Linked DNA regions of Mus musculus: region 2 is linked to region 1. Evidence: chromatin contacts called from public Hi-C data. All regions are on one chromosome and are shown on one strand. Each heading gives the region's core, a stretch centred on a gene start, on an enhancer-like site or on the middle of the called end of the contact. The rest is flanking DNA. Distances are from core to core; before and after follow the strand shown. Region 1 overlaps Pvt1 (Pvt1 oncogene). Region 2 has its middle 40 kb from the start of 4930449C09Rik.

Region 1 (7,899 bases), core at 2,898-5,397:
GTGGCAGTCACTGGAGCAGCCTAGAGTCTCACTTACATTCTACTATTATATAGCTTAAGGGACCCGTGAATCCTAATTTCTCACTTGTAAAATGGATATTTTTTTAATCATTCCCATATTTTATGGTAATTGTGTATATTTATCGGTGTGGTAAGGCATCTCAATACATGCAAACGTACAATTGGGGTCAGGCTAATGAGTTGTCAATCATCTCAAAAACATCATTGTGTATGGAAACAGTCACAACCTGGCGGCTCTCTTGTGATATGTTGTAGCTCCTCTTTCCTGTATGCTGCCGCAGAATGCTGGAAGTTGTTTTTCCTGTCCACTCACACCAAGGGCTTTCTGATGGTTAAAAAGGTGTATACAAGCCCCTGGGCCCATGTGCCTGACACATTAATCCACTGTGCATGTTACTTACTGAGATTATTATTAGCCCAACAGGACAGGGAGGAGTATTGGGGGGGGGGGGTCCCTGGGGTGTGATCACTCCTGTTTACTCTTTGGATGGTGCCTGCCTGGCCAGGGATCATGAGTTTGTTTTTCTGGTACGGAGGTTGCCCTGGTGTTCTGGAGTGACCCCACAGGGCTGACTGAGCTCATTATACAAAGCTGTGTGCTGGGTCCTGTCCAGCTCCATCCAGCCCCGCCTCCTTGCCTGCTAAGCCTGTGTGCCCATGAGCCTCAGGGCTGTCCCTAGCTAGCATTGTTTGCACTCTGGAAAAGCGTGCAAACCTTTATTCAGAACCATCCCTAAGTCTGCTGGCAAATACAGTTTCTTTCCCCTTCTGGGGGACTAGAAGGGGAAAAGCTTAGGTCTTCAGTGGCTCCAAGACAATTCTTTTACCTTCTCCACTTTCTTTTTCCTACAGGCTCGGCTCTCCAGTGTGGTTTTCCAACAGGAGTCAAATATTAAAGGACATGAGCGTGTTGGGGAAAAAGATGGATAGTGCTAAACAGCCTGAGTTCATCCTCACTATCCTCTTCATAAGGAGAGCAAGAACAACCCCGGAAATGGCTCATGCTTAAGGTTTCTAACCACGGTCACACCTACAACACACTGATTGACAATATAGGTTACAGTACACATGGCTCTGCTATTTGCTTTTTGGTCACTTTGATATTCCCTGGTACCTGGGAAGAAGGAATCTCCGTTGAGGAGTTGCCTACATTTGATTAGCCCGTAGGCATGTCTCTGAGGCCTTTTCATAGTTGCTAATTGATGGAGGACAGCTTAGCCCACTGTGGGTGGTGCCATCTCCTGGACATGGGGTCCTGGCTTATATCAGAAGGGAAGCTAAGCATGCGCCTGGGAGCAAGCCAGTAAGTAGGTCTCCTCCATGGTCCCTGTCTCTGCTCCTGCCCTTAATTTCCTCAGCGAATGACTGATGCAAACATGTAAGCCAAACAAACCCTTCTTTCCTCTCTGTTACTGTTGGTCGTGGTGTTTATCACAGCAATAGGAAAAAACACTAGGGCAGTGACGTATAAGAGTGCACTGTGCCATTGTGAGGATTCAATATCCTTAGCGATCTTCAGAAAAAGTTTACTATGGTGCCTGGAGCATTGTTATTTGCAGAGATCCCTAGTGGCTCCTGGGCCTCAGTTTCCCTGTCTTCATTCTGTCTGTATTATATAAGCATGGTGTCCATAGCTCTAGCTCTTGCTTAATGATTCAACTGAGTAGGTACAACCATGCTGACCAGCCATGACATGTCCTGCCTGGCCATAGCCTGGAGTTGGACACAGAAACAGGGGCATAGCTGCCTACTGTGTGTGGCACAGTGTGTGTCAAACTCCTGGAGGCAGCCAGGCAGCCATCTCTATATTCTTCCTATCAGAATTCCTTTCACAGGTCCAAGCCATCTTAAGATGGATAAAGGCCTGGCCTTCAGGCAAGGCTATGCCTGTCAGTTCCGAATCTCCAGCTAAGTGGACTTGCAGCCCTCCCTGTCCTCTGGATGTCTGCATCATTCATACAAGGGACACGTTCTCTTTAGAGAAGAGCGTCTTCTGGGCTTCTCCCAGGTTGGAAGTGTCCTCTACTTCTTTCTTCCTGGCAAAAGCACTGGCCTAAGCAGCTCAGGAACAACCTACAATAGAGGGAGGGCCTCTTACCTCGGATGGAAGTGGAAACATAGTCTCCACGTTGGAACTGAGTCTTGGTTATGCTCTGAGAAGTAGCCTGGATTTCTAAGATCTCATGCTCATCGTTTTCTCTGGAGGCCCAACTCTGTTCTCATGAGCCCTGGCACGTTCCCTACCAGCATCTTTGTTTCCTATCTGAGGAGTGCGGATGATGCTTCTCCTGGTAAGGGGTATGAATAGAATTCCTGCCTGTGTTCTATGTGCTGAATCCCAGAGCCTAGAGTAGGGCCTGGGCTCTGGCGATTGACTGGTAAACACTTGTTTTGGAAGAGATAGTAGAGTCTTTGGAGTTCCTGGCACAATCTTCTTGGATAGTTGCCTGTGCCCGTTCTAAACCAGGATCTGACTAATTACAACTCCTCCTGCTTGCATTAAAGTTTTATTGGAACATGGCGGTGTTCACGGTTTTATATGATGTCGTCGAGCTTCTTTGCTCCCGCACTGGTAAATTTAATAGTCATGAGAGAGATATGGCCGTGAAGCCTAAAATAAAAACTATGTGGCACTTGGTTACAAAAATTGGGCTCCTGTTTTACATATCAAGGCCACCTTGTCTGACAGTGATCATGGATTTTGTTTTTTCTTGCGCAGGTGCTTGGGGCAATTATAAGTCAGAAATCAGAAGTGAGCTGGTCACCTTGAGGTCCATATTTTGCTTGCTTTCTCTATGATAGTTAGAGTTTCATCGTCACTTTATTTTGTCCTTTTAACTCTGTCCTGGCCCTGTTCTCCCTTGTAAGGTGTTACTTTCATTTCTGTCTAAAGAGAAACTGAACCCACCTGTTAACTGCTGGCCTTTTCTTTAGGGACTGACCTTATGCCCTATAAGAGGGCCAGGGAACTAAAATGGACATAACACAGTAGAGTCTACTTCATAGATTCAAAGGCTGGGATGCTAGGAAGTCCAGGACAGAGTCCAGGAGAGAATAGAGAATATACAGAGTGCTCTTCTTTTCCAGCATCCCAAATGGCACCTTGGTCTTCTTGGAGTCAACTCCCCCATCATTAAAATGGCCACAACAATGTCCACTAATCTGGTTCTCATGGTGGCTGAAGCATGAGATGTCTATTGCTCAGAGCACAACAGAGTTGTTAGATAACATTTAGAATCTTTACTATAGTTTAGATGTGAGACGTTTAAAAAGATCTCTGCTATGTGCTCTTAATCTCTATAATGGTCAACAGCCACCACTGAGAGCTAATTAGGTAGGACCTTGTTTCTGGCCTAGTGAGGGACATCTTCCTAGGCTAAGAAGCATCTGTGAAGTACCTTGAGATCTGGTCCTGGAGGCTGCTTGTCCTGTTGCTAGCCAAGCAATCCTATGGGTCAGAGTCACAGCATAATATAGCTATTAGACAATTTTCTTTTTCTTTTTTCCCCCATCCAGAGAATAATAAGCTCTCAAGTTCCTCCACCTCTAGCACAAGACTACACAGGGATATCTATAGCCTACAGAACTCACTGAGAACCCCATATCTGAGACTCAGGGAAGGAGCCAAGCTCAAGGCTTAGCTTGGTTGGCCAGTCAAGATTTTCAGGTGATCAGTGAGCTTTCTCTGTCTCATTTGTGGTCCATTGTAAATGATCTAGAACTGTTTCTGAGTGTGTAGAGGGTGGCTTACTCTGAGAACACTTTTGCCGGTAGGCTAATAGCTTCCAATGAGAGGTCCTTGAGAGTAGGATCCCTTGTGCTTCTGCCCTGGCCATGGAACTTCAGAGGTCCTGGACCTGTGAGCAAGAACACTGTTGTTTTGTTTTGTTTTTACTCCTAGCACAGGCATGAACTCCTGCACTTGATTCTAGTCCCGCAGAACTTGTATTGCTGGTGTTTGTGAGTGGCTGCTTTCTAGAAAGCAATATCTTTACCCTTGCCCTCTTAGAGGTATACGGGGAGAGAGAATCAGAACTCCAGTTTACATGCAGCTAGAGTTCTGAGGTAAAGTGACTCACTTAGGGCCACCCAGAAAAGAGCAGTTTGGCTGTCCTCCCAGGCCCTCTCCCTCTGATCATCCAAATATGGTAACACATGGTGACACAGAGCCACATGCTCCTCCTGGGTCTTCTGAGGCAGAGAGCTTCCAGGGACACTTTGGAATGAAGGAAATAGAATCCAAGAGACCTCTTTCAGAGACCGCCAAGCAAATCTTCTCAAGAATCCTGGCAGAATGTTGTCATTCTCTCTCTGAAAGGGGTGGCTCTTGGGATACTGTCCAGGTCACTGTGAACACATAGCAGAAGAAATGTCCTCCCAGCCTGCAGGGACCACCTTTTTCCAGGCCTTCCTCTGCTGGAAGCCTTCTTTACTCAACGCTTTCCCCTTTGATAGTCACCTCGACTGACCTTGAAGCCTCCTTCAGTTTTCTCTATACACAGAAACAGAATGTCAGTCTTTTTTTTTTTCTTTTTTCAAGAGTGACATAGAGCATCAATGGGAGGGGAGGTCCTTAGTCCTGTAAAGGTTCGATGCCCCAGCGTAGGGGAATGCTAAGGTAGTGAGGCAGGAGTGGGTGGGTGGGTGGGGGGATCACCCTCATAGAAGCAGGGGAGATGGGGGAATGAGATAGGAGGTTTGCAGAGGGGAAGCTGGGGAGGGGATAAAAATTGAAATGTAAATACATAAAATAACCAATAAAAAAAGAGTGACATATAATCACTAAAGAATATTCAAATAAGCAAAATTAGCCTCCTTTCTTTTCTACTTTTTTCTCCTTGCTTCCCTTCTTCCTTCTTTCCTCATTTCCCCCTCACCTCCCTACCCTTTCCTCCCTCCTTTTAAACTTTTGTCTTTATTTTCTTCTTCCTCTCCCTTCTCCTTTCCTTCCCTCTCTTTCTTCTTCCTTCCTTTTTCCTTTCCTCTTTCTTTAAAAAGTCTTGTTAAATATTTTACATATTTATGCAAATGTGCATTTATTTAAATAGCACCTGGACACCTGCTCTTGGTTCACCACCAGCTTGGTTCTGGTGATCGACACGATGACACAAGATGGATGAGGCTCTGCTCGGCTGAGCATGTGGCCAGTGGCGGACACAGATCCGAGTCAAATTTCAGATGAAACATAAGGAGATAACTAACTTGGGTTTAAGAAGAACAAAGATAAGCAATGAAGGGAAAGAGAATTAAAGCAGAACACATCCACTTGGCATGGGCTTCAACTGAGTCTCTTTCTGGGGACAGGATAGTCAAGCCAAGGTTTGAAGGAGCTGGCAATGCAGGGAAAGGGGAGGTGGGCCCACAGGTTTGAGAGACACCAGGCTTTTATTTTAAAATCACTGTGGCTTCTGAGTGGAGAATGGTCTAAAGAAGGGACTGGAGCAGGGTCAGTGTGTGTGCCTTGGGACTGGGAACACTCAAACAAAGGTTTGCTTAGAAGAGTGGAAGCCCAGAAATCCAAGGGCTTTGGTGCAATGTGGCAGAGAAAAATGAGATAATCTACAGAGAAGAGCATTGTGTTCTAGAAAGAGTTCCAAGGCATGGCCTGTCTTTACAGTACTCTTCCTAGCCAGCAACATCAGGAACTTAAAGTTAGTGAAGCTGATACTAGAATTCAGAGATTGGAGATGGTAAGCTGTGAGCTGTTATTTTGAGTCCTAGAGGAGTCTAGGGATCAGAACAGGGAGACAACCTACCTAAAATCCCAGTTGGAGCACTATGGGAAGAAAACTGACTTCTTGTGACCCAAATCCTTGTCTGTCTTCCAGATTGTTCCTATCCATAGCTTTGATCCTTGTTTGCCCTCTCCTATCTGCAGTCAAGTACTTGGAACATTCCTTTGTCAGGCCTGACTTCTGTCAAATGTCCCCCAATTGCTTCTTCCGTGCTTCTGCTCAGTGTCTTATGGCCTCAGATACTGAAGGTCTTCTCCATTTCCTCTCTTGCAGTTTCCTGATCCTGCATTTTTCAGTCCCTATTAGAGTTTGGAATAAGCCCTTCTTGGACTGTCCTCTTACATGTCCAATCTATGAGCAGGACATATCCAAAATGACAGTTTCACATTTTCCCCCCTGTTCCTACCATGGTCCAGCCACATTCCCCTTGCCTAGATTATTAACACAGCCATTGGATTCTTGTTCCTGTTTCTGCTTTACCTTTCAATAGTTATTCTTAAGGCAAAGCTAGGCAACCTTCGAAAATGGAAGTCCTACTACAAGACCCCAACAGCTTCTCAAGCCCTAAGTTTCTCACATTTTACAAAGATGGGGCTTAAATAATCATAACACCCTGGACTCTGGCTTACCATCTCCTAATGTCATCCTGCTCTCTCTCCCCTCTAACTGCAGTTCAGGGTAGAATTCTGTCCCAGGTTCTTTGTAAATGATGACTCCTCTTTCTTTTCATTGCTCAGTTCCTCCTCTGGGCCAGATAACAATATCCCCATGATAACATTCAGACTTCCCAGCATCTGATGATGCCCGTGAGTCCTCTGGATAGCTTTACTGTCCTCTAGTGAGCTTGGTGCTTTTTCAAGTGCCTCACATGTTTCAGCTACTCTGCCCATTTCTTTGCCCATGGTATAATAATCTCTAGGAAACAGAGATTTGGCTTGTCTGTCAGGAAGAAGTGCACATAAGAGATGCTCTACATAGCTATTTGGGAATGAATATCGGGTAGCCTTAGATCAGAAGAAGCCTGCCCAGAAGAGAAACATTAATATCTGACATAACCCTTTGCTCCTGGACCCCAAGATACCCTACTTCCTTTTTTTTTTTTTTTTTTTTTTGACAGAAGGATGCTCCCTATTCTCTTCTGATGTTTGCCAGGATGTCACAGGGATACTTTCTCCTCAGTCTCCATTTTACTGCTAAGAACAATTTTCTCCCATCTGAAAGCCATAGAGTGTCAGGTCAGTCACAAGTGGGGTGCTGTTTTAAAGTGTGGAAGAACCTGGTATAAGACTCCCTGTCAAGACAGCTACCTCTCTGGGACAAACACCAGTATGAGCTAGGACCAATGATCGCCTTTATCAGAGGAGGAAGAGCTGGTCAGTTCCTTTGTCATTCTCTCCTCCCTCTCCTGGTACAACATGATCAGTGTGCTGCCCACGGGACTCCCTTCCTGCCCAGCTTGGGACAGGCTGGCTTCTTCCTGCCTGGCTTGGGCTTTGCCACTGCCTATGCCACTCTGTTGCTCTGTGTGTAATGTGTGGAACTGATTTCCTGTCTGAGATAGCTTTTGTTACTAAACCTTGACAGAAACTTAAAAGAGAAAGAATTTATTTCAGTGTATGGTGTCGGAAGGGTTAGCCTATCATTAAAGGGCAGGTGGAGGAGAACAGCCTAAAACATGGAGATGAGATGTGGGGAAAGGTAAAAGTTTGGTCTTCTAGCAACATCCCCCTTAGATTGGAGTCTTCCCCTTTGCTTAATTTTCTGTGACCCTTAGACAATCCCAGAATGTGGTCAGCCTCTCAGGGACTGTAAATGCAGCCAAGATAATAATGATTAACTGTTACACTCCTGAAGGTAAGGTCAAATCCTAACCTTCAGAACCTGTGAATGTGACCTTTGTAGATGCTAAGTTCAGCTAGGGTTACACTGAAGAATACATATGGCAAGAAGGTTACAGGCAGTGGGAGGCAGGAACGTAACTGGTGCTTCCACAAGCCATGGACTGCAGGATCTAGCAGGTATGAGGAAGAGGTGTTCCCTGTGGAGTCAGGAAGAACAGGACTCTGCTCACTCATTGTTTTCATAATTCATCTCTGTTGTCTAAAGTCACCCAGATGTCAGCACTTTGTGATAGCAGTCACAAG
Region 2 (7,899 bases), core at 3,021-5,520, 1.4 Mb after region 1:
CCTATCCAGGACCTAAAGGCAGAGGAAAGAGGGAACAGATGGTTGTGAAGTACCTGGATTGGGATTCTGCTGGCAATACACCTTACTGAACACTCAGCACAATCACACAGGACAAATTGCCTTATGGTTCACACTATGTGCAGGGGAAGAAAGGGGATTCAGAGAGACAAGGGGAGAGGCAGGTTGGAAAGGCCAGACCATTCTTCATAAGCCCCACCTTTCTAAGCCACCCTCAACTTTGGCCATTGGGCTTACACAGGGGGAAAGAATCAGAATGTAGACCAGACCGTCTGTAGGTGCCATGGAAAATATTTTCTAAGCATGCTACTTCTCAGTGGCATGGAAGTTACTGTAACAACCACGATACTGTTCCTGAACAAAAAGAACGTAAGAAAAACTGTTGGGAATTAAACTGCAGACTAAATAACCACATTCTTAACCTTTTTAAAGCCAAACAGCCTACAACGATATCAAATTCTACTCGTGTTTCTACATTTTTCCACCCAAGTTGGCTTTGTAAGTTGTTGGTTTTATCAAAATTGAGTCAGGGTGTGTTCAATACAATGTTGAATTCATTGGGGAGGTGGGGGGAGGAAAAAAAAAAAAAAGCAAAAGAAAGCCCTTGCTTCTTCAATACCGGGAGCTTACAAAGACACATAAACCATGAGGAATTCCAAGGACTTAACTCAGAAGCCGCTCTGCAAATACATGGCTTGAACAAAGGGCCAATGTTCCTTTCAGAAAAGAGTGCGGGGCTGGTTTCCGGCATTTTCTTTAAGTCATTAGGACCGTGCCAACAAACAAACATATACTGGTCCCCAGAGAAAGACTTTCATTCATCGGAGCTTACAAGAGTTTGATTATTGGGACAGGGGTGCTCCAGGGCACGTGCCTCGCCAGCCTGCCCCCAAATGTACAGATTTGCTTAAAGGGTTTTATTGATGGTGGCTACAGACAGATAGAGCCTGTGGGGGAGCTGACAGCCCCTGGACACTAACGGATTAGTGTCATCCAAACCAACACACTGTCCTATCAGAGACAGCTGAAGGCTCGGCCTTGTTCCTCAGGAATCTGTTTCTGTAAACATGCAAAAATATAGAACAGCACACTTGTGTTTAGTAGGCTTGAGATTCCCTTTACTAGGACAGTCAAAGGGTTCTGAAGATTTGGAATGAAATGTCACTGGGTGATTTTAGATGATGTAATGTTTGGATCTTTACCCGGATACATGTTTCAGCTTTTAACAAACATGAAAATGAACAGTGTCCCGAAAACACTGGGGCATTCGATGAAGGATGAAGCCCTTTCCAAACTCCAGCTATCCACACATCATCTTAGGTGGCTTTGATAACCTCTTGGCTATAGACCCTCCATCTTTATGTCAACAGTAAAAATAGCATAAATGTACAACAGCACAGAATAGCATTGTATATGGTTCATTGGAAGTGCACCAGGCATGAGTCGTGTTAACACAGTGGTTCTCAACCTTCCTAATGCTGTGACCTTTTAATACAGTTCCTCATGTCCTTATGTTGTGGTGACCCCCACCCCAACCATTTTCATTGCTACTTCACAACAGTAATTTTGCTAATGTTATGAACTGTAATGTAAATATCTAATATGTAGGTTGTCTGATATGTGACCCCTGTGGGGGTTGTAACCCATAGGTTGAGAATTGCTGTGCTATTTGAATGTAAGATACCGTCATTACTTGGGCCTTCACTGGTCTGGAGAGGTGATGAAGCCTTTAGAATATAGGCCCTAGCTAATAGATGTAGACTGTAGAAGGCAGGCCTTTAGAGTTATAGCCCAAACCTGGTTTCCGCCTGAGGTCTTAGCATCCCAGTCAGTGGCATAGGACAAGCTGTTACTATAAGTTCTTCCACCACGAACCAACCCATGCCAGTAACTGCTTTCTCCACCACCATCAGTAGGCAAAGAGATGCTAAGCTATGGTTGAAAAATCAGCATTTTGTAAGTAGAAACATGCCCGGGCAAATGTTTTTTCCTGAAGCCAGTGGGATAGGTTTCAAAGAAGTATTTGAATTGAAATGGGAGGACATAAGAGATGATAAAATTCACATGGAGTAGAGGGTGGCGAGAGTCCCCCGAGCACAAAGAAGAGGTCATCAGAAGATAGGGTTTAAGGGAATATGGGAGAAAGTGATTGATCTGTCTCCTCTGGGAAGCATGCCAATCACCACTCACACTTCTTCCAAGTACCCCAACTCCACCTCTATCAGAACACCAATTCCACAGTATTAGAGCATTCTCTTTGACTGCCCCACCTGGGGCTCCATCCCATCGACAGACACTAAACCCAGACACTATTGCCAATGCCAAGAAGTACTTGCTAACAGGAGCCTGATTTAGCTGTCTTCTGAGAGGCTCTTTGGAGCCTGGCAAATACAGAGGTGGATGCTTGCAGCCAACCATTGGACTAAGCATGGGGTCTCCAATGGAGGAGTTAGAGAAAGGACTGAAGGAACTGAAGGGGTTTTCAACCATAGGAAGAACAACAGTATCAACCAACCAGACCCCCAGAGCTCCCAGGAACTAAACCACCAAGCAAAGAGTACACATGGAGGGACCCATGGCTCCAGCTGCATATGTAGCAGAGGATGGCCTTGTCAGACATCAATGGGAGGAGAGACCCTTGGTCCTGGGAAGTCTCCATGCCCCAGAGTAGGGGATTGGCAGGGCAGGGAAGTAGAAGTGGGTGGGAAGGTGGGTGAGCACCCTCATAGAAGCAAGGGGAGAACGGATGGGATAGGAAGTTTCCAGAGCAGAAACAGGGAAAGGGGATAACATTTGAAATGTAAATAAGTTACAGAGACGAAGTTTGGAGCTGAGACAAATGTATGGACCATCTAGAGACTGCCATATCCAGGGATCCATCCCATAATCAGCCTCCAAACGCTGACACCATTGCATACACTAGTAAGATTTTGCTGAAAGGACCCTGATATAGCTGTCTCTAGTGAGACTACACCGGGGCCTAGCAAACACAGAAGTGGATGCTCACAGTTAGCTATTGGATGGATCACAGGGTCCCCAATGGAGGAGCTAGAGAAAATACCCAAGGAGCTAAAGGGATCTGCAACCCTATAGGTGGAACAACATTATGAACTAACCAGTACCCCAGAGCTCTTGACTCTAGCTGCATATATATCAAAAGATGGCCTAGTAGGCCATCACTGGAAAGAGAGGCCCATTGGACTTGCAAACTTTATATGCTCCAGTACAGGGGAATGCCAGGGACAAAAAGTGGGAATGGGTAGGTAGGGGAGTGGGGTGGAGGGTATGGGGGGCTTTTGGGATAGCATTGGAAATGTAAATGAGGAAAATACCTAATTAAAAAAAAGAAATGTAAATAAATAAAATATCCAATTAGAAAAATTGGGGGGGAGCATTCTCTTCAATGCCTGATGCCTAACTCACAAACACACACAACATAATATTGTGGGCTGGGAGGCAGATGAGGGTTAATACCTCATTTTTCTGCTTTTAAACCAGCACGTAGACTAATTAGGTACTCAGGCACTCAGAAACAAGAGACCATGAGATAAGACAATCAACTGCTTTGGTGAGTGGGGAGAAGGGATAGGATAGGGGGTTTCTGAAGGGGAGTCCTGGAAAGGGGAAAACGTATGAAATGTAAATAAGGAGAAGAAGAAGAAGAAAAAGACACCTTGTTTGGAGTGTCTCTGTTATCTGAAGTTAGGAATGTGGGAGGAGAGGGGCTTCCCTGGAGATAGTGGTACTGGGCACCTTCATGAGTGAGACAGATGGTGTGCCAGGGCAGACATGGGCTGGAGGTCTAGATCTGGGATCACTTATAATAAGATGGTGGTCACACACAAGTGCAGTGTGTATCCAGAAAGGGCTGGAAATAATGAGAACAAGCGTCAGGGCCAACAGACAGAGAACCGTCTCCCAGAGAGTCCATGAAGAGCTCTCAAAAGATGACAAGACTCTGCCATTGCTGAGACAGGGCTGAGAGAAGAAAGAAAAGCTGGCCCACAACCATTCCAGAAATGTCAACGGAAAAAGGCGGTCTTTTGGAGGTCTGTGTTTTCCAGGTTCCCAGCCCTGGTCCAAAACGTTATCTTCAAACCACCATTTACTCCCAAGACCCTTCTCCGACCCTCGTCCTTCCTCTGCTATTTATGTTGCTGCTGTGGTTTTCCTTTCTGACCCTTCTCATTGAAACTTTGAAAGAAAAGGGGAAGAAAGCCAGGATGCCTCTCACTGAGTCAGGGTTAGCAGTAGGTGACAGCTTTGACCCTGTGTGTTCTCTGGGGAGACAGCATGAGGCCATAGGAAGACCAGAGGCTTCACTTCCTACCCATGACGTAAACAAGTCCATAACTTCTCAGTACCCTTGTTTCTCATTTATTTGTATCAAATACACACACACACACACACACACACACACACACACACACACACACACACATAAACACACACATGTAAACACACAAATTTCTGTTCAGTGTTGTGCCCAGTGCAGTAAGATTGTGAACATGAAGGCCATACCTAGTGCATACTACATAGCCCATAGATGTGCATTTCTGTTCCTTTGAGCAAGTTGTACAGCTGTGCAAAGATACAGCTGTTCCAGACCTCTGTGCTTTTACAACAAAAAGAGGACAGAATCAAATGGCATTCATCTTGCATGTTTATTGGGAGTATGAACATAAAAGCTCCGGGGCATTTTCAACATAGGCATCTCTGAACTTCTGGGTTGTTGGATTTTTTGTTTTTGTTTTTGTTTTTGTTTTCCCCCTTCTTACTTGGTTCTCTTACTGGAGAAGTCAGAAACAAAAGAGCTAGAATTCTAGTGTTGTCATGTGCCAGGAGATGTTGTTGTTATTTTTTTACATCCCAACCACAGTTTTCCGTCAAGGCTGAACAAAGCAACCAGTAAGAAGGAAAGGGTCCCAAAAGCAGGCAAAAGAATCAGAGACAGCCCCTGCTCCCACTGTTAGGTGTCCCACAAGAAGATGAAGCTATACAATCTTACCATATATGCAGAGGGCCTAGGTCAGTCCCATGCTGGCCAGGAGATGTCTTTTAATGGATGCATGAATGGATGGATGATGGGAAGACAGGAGGATGAAGGGCATTGTCTTAGCTAGGTTTTCTATTTTTATGATAAAACACCATGAACAAAAACAACATAGGGAGGAAAGGGCTTGCTCATTTCATTTACAGATCCACGTTAGAGTTTAAAGCTGAGGAAAATCAGGGCAGGAGCCTGGAGGCAGAGACTGAAGCAGAAGCTTAAAGGAGAACTGGCTTGCTTCCCAGGGCAAGCTCAGCCTGCTTTCTTGTATAGTAATGGGGTATGGGGGCAGGGCACTGGGCCCTCCCATGTCAATCACCAATCAAGAAAATCTACCACAAGCCAATCTACTAGGGGCATTTATTTTTTTCAATGGAGGATCCCAAATGACTGTAGCTTATATCAAGCTAACATAAAATTAACCAGCACAGATGTGTCCAGGGACATGAATAGATTCTTACACATACAGAATCGCCTTACTCAAGCTGCTTCAGTTGTACCATGATCTCCTGAGAAACTAGAGCCACAAAAATAGAATCTCAGGGGCCTAAAGACTATGAAAAATCTTTGCTCCTTGTTTTGTGCACTCACAAACTAGACATTCTTGGCCAAGTCCTGTTTAGAAATGGTTGTATAGCCTGAGAAAATTGGATTTGACTTGCCATGTAGAATTCTGTTAACACAGTTATATAAACATAGCTCTTTATTAATCTAAATTACTGGCCTTCAGGCTGAGTTTATTTTATTTGCACACAAGATCTTCCATCCCTGGGAACCCTAGAGGACAAGTGTGTCCCAATGAGAACAAGACTTTTGTAAACCACTTAGAAACAGCCCCTCAGGAGGTGCCACATAAACAAAATGTAATGAATTGTTCCCCCCCCCCCCCCGTCAAAAATGAACAATTCATAATGTGCCCCTGAATGGAACCAACAGGCCCTCTTGTCAAACACTGCACTTTGATGTCTTTTTCACTGGTTAGAAAAAAAGAAAGAAAGAAAATAACATTCTTCTTAATGACTTTTTTTTTCATAAGGAAAAGAGAATAAACGTATCCACTACCCAGCCAAGAGGACCCTCCCTGATAACTTTGGATGAGGCACACTGGACATCTAAATAAAACTTTCTTGACTACAGAAAAACTCAGCTGATACAATTACAGTATTCTCTGTGTTGGAAATCATAAGCAATTTAAAGCAATATTCCTAAATACATAGTAGGTGTCATAGACATAATAACAGAACATAATAAAAAGAAGGGCTTACTAGCATCTATTTCTCGCTAGCAAGACACTATATTGCGTTGTTCAATAGACCCACCTCAACAACCCACAGCATAAGTGCTGGTATTGCCCTCATTTTACGAGTGAGAGAACTGAGTCTGAAAGAGAGAAATTTGGGTATTTATTCTGCCACTAACTAGCTATATGATCCAGGGCAAGTGACCAATAGACCAGTTTTCTGATCTCTCAGGCAAAGCCTTTTGTTTTCATTCATCTGCTTCTGCTGAGGTTCTCTGGTTACAGAAACAGAAGTCTATACTGACAGACTTAAGCAAAAAACTTGAAGTGGAAGAAAAGGTCGGAGGAGAGGAAAAGTCGTGAATGGAGGAGTAGGAAGAAGGATGTATTGGTGTGATACTTAAGTGCTTTATACATTAGACAGAAGGTTGGGAACTGGAGAGCCAAGCTTAGAAGCAGAATATGTCAGAACAGGAGTCACAGAAGATCTGCACGCAAAGTCTACTAACCCTCTGCATTCGGGTGCCACCGTGGTGGGCCTGTCTTAGTAACTGTACTAAGTAACAGCTGCGACTGTGATAAAATGCCTTGAGAAGAGCAAGTTAAAGAAGAAATGTCTTGGTTTGACTCACAGTTATAGTCTGTCGTGGCAGGAAGGTCACAGAGCAGGAGATCAAAGCAGCAGGTACCATTGCATTCTCAGTGAAGAAGCAGAGAGTGAGGGAGACTGGGGCCCATCATGCTTCCTTTTTATGGAGTCCAGGGCCTCAGCCATGAAGCTACCTGGGTCTTCCTACCAAAGTTAAAGCTAATCACAGTAACTGCTCTCAGACTTGCCAAGGGTCTAGCCTAATCTACATAACCCCCCTTGCACATGAGCCTGGAGACTTGCATCCTAAGTGACCACAGAATCAATTGATAATTAACACTAACCGTTGCAGTTTTCCTCCCTTTTTATGCTTCATTTACTTGGTGTGTGTGTGGGGGGGGGGGGTCTGTGTGTCTCTGTGTCTGTGTGTGAGCATGCATGTGTGCATGTACATGCATGCACGACAACACAAGGATGGGTTCCAAGGATCAAGCCCTGCTTATCCAGCTTAGCAGTAAGCCCCTTTACCCTACAGCCAGCTCCTTCTTCCTTTTTTCAAGCTAGGGTTTCTCTGTGTAGCCTTAGCTATCCTAGAGCTCTCACTCTGTAGAGCAGGCTGGCCTCCAACTCAAGAAATTCACCTGCCTATGCCTCTCAAGTGCTGGGATTAAAGGCATGTGCCACTACTTTCTAACCCCTAAGATTTAAAGTCCCAACTGGGCACAGTGGTGCAGGTCTTTAATCCCAGCACTTAGGAAGCAGAGGTAGTCAGAGTTCTGTGAGCTTGAGGCCAGCCTGGTCTACACAGTGAGTCCCTAGTCAGCCAGAGCTTACGTATTGAGTCTCTGTCTTAATTAAGTAATTCCCGGTAAAAAATTTCATTTGACCCTGCATGAGTCTGCTCGGCAGAGCACAGCACATGAGTTATAACCCAAGCAATGCTGCACAGGTAAGGAGTGGGCTTCCAAAGAGAAGCTGGACCCTGTTAGGGAGTTATAGATT

The links. Hi-C and Micro-C count contacts between places; a contact is called where the count stands out from the background.
Region 2: a Hi-C map of bone marrow-derived macrophages shows a contact between it and region 1, with 17 read pairs. The contact joins two enhancer-like sites. A contact is called at or near these places in 1 of 484 Hi-C or Micro-C datasets (bone marrow-derived macrophages) and 2 of 115 datasets of contacts at active chromatin or transcription factors (cardiomyocytes and oligodendrocyte precursor cells).

What each region holds. Positions count from the first base shown.
Region 1 is chr15:62,257,549-62,265,447 of GRCm38.p6, forward strand. It overlaps Pvt1 (Pvt1 oncogene), which reads left to right. Exons shown (of 5, transcript NR_132747.1): 5 at 873-2,667. Among named protein-coding and RNA genes, the nearest start is that of Pvt1, 220 kb to the left of the region's middle. Within about 2 kb of position 4,148, at least 79 of the 459 cell types and tissues checked have an H3K27ac peak or open chromatin away from gene starts, as enhancers often do. A contact at or near this core is called in bone marrow-derived macrophages, where this site is marked.
Region 2 is chr15:63,674,876-63,682,774 of GRCm38.p6, forward strand. No RefSeq gene overlaps it. Among named protein-coding and RNA genes, the nearest start is that of 4930449C09Rik, 40 kb to the right of the region's middle. Within about 2 kb of position 4,271, at least 29 of the 459 cell types and tissues checked have an H3K27ac peak or open chromatin away from gene starts, as enhancers often do. A contact at or near this core is called in bone marrow-derived macrophages, where this site is marked.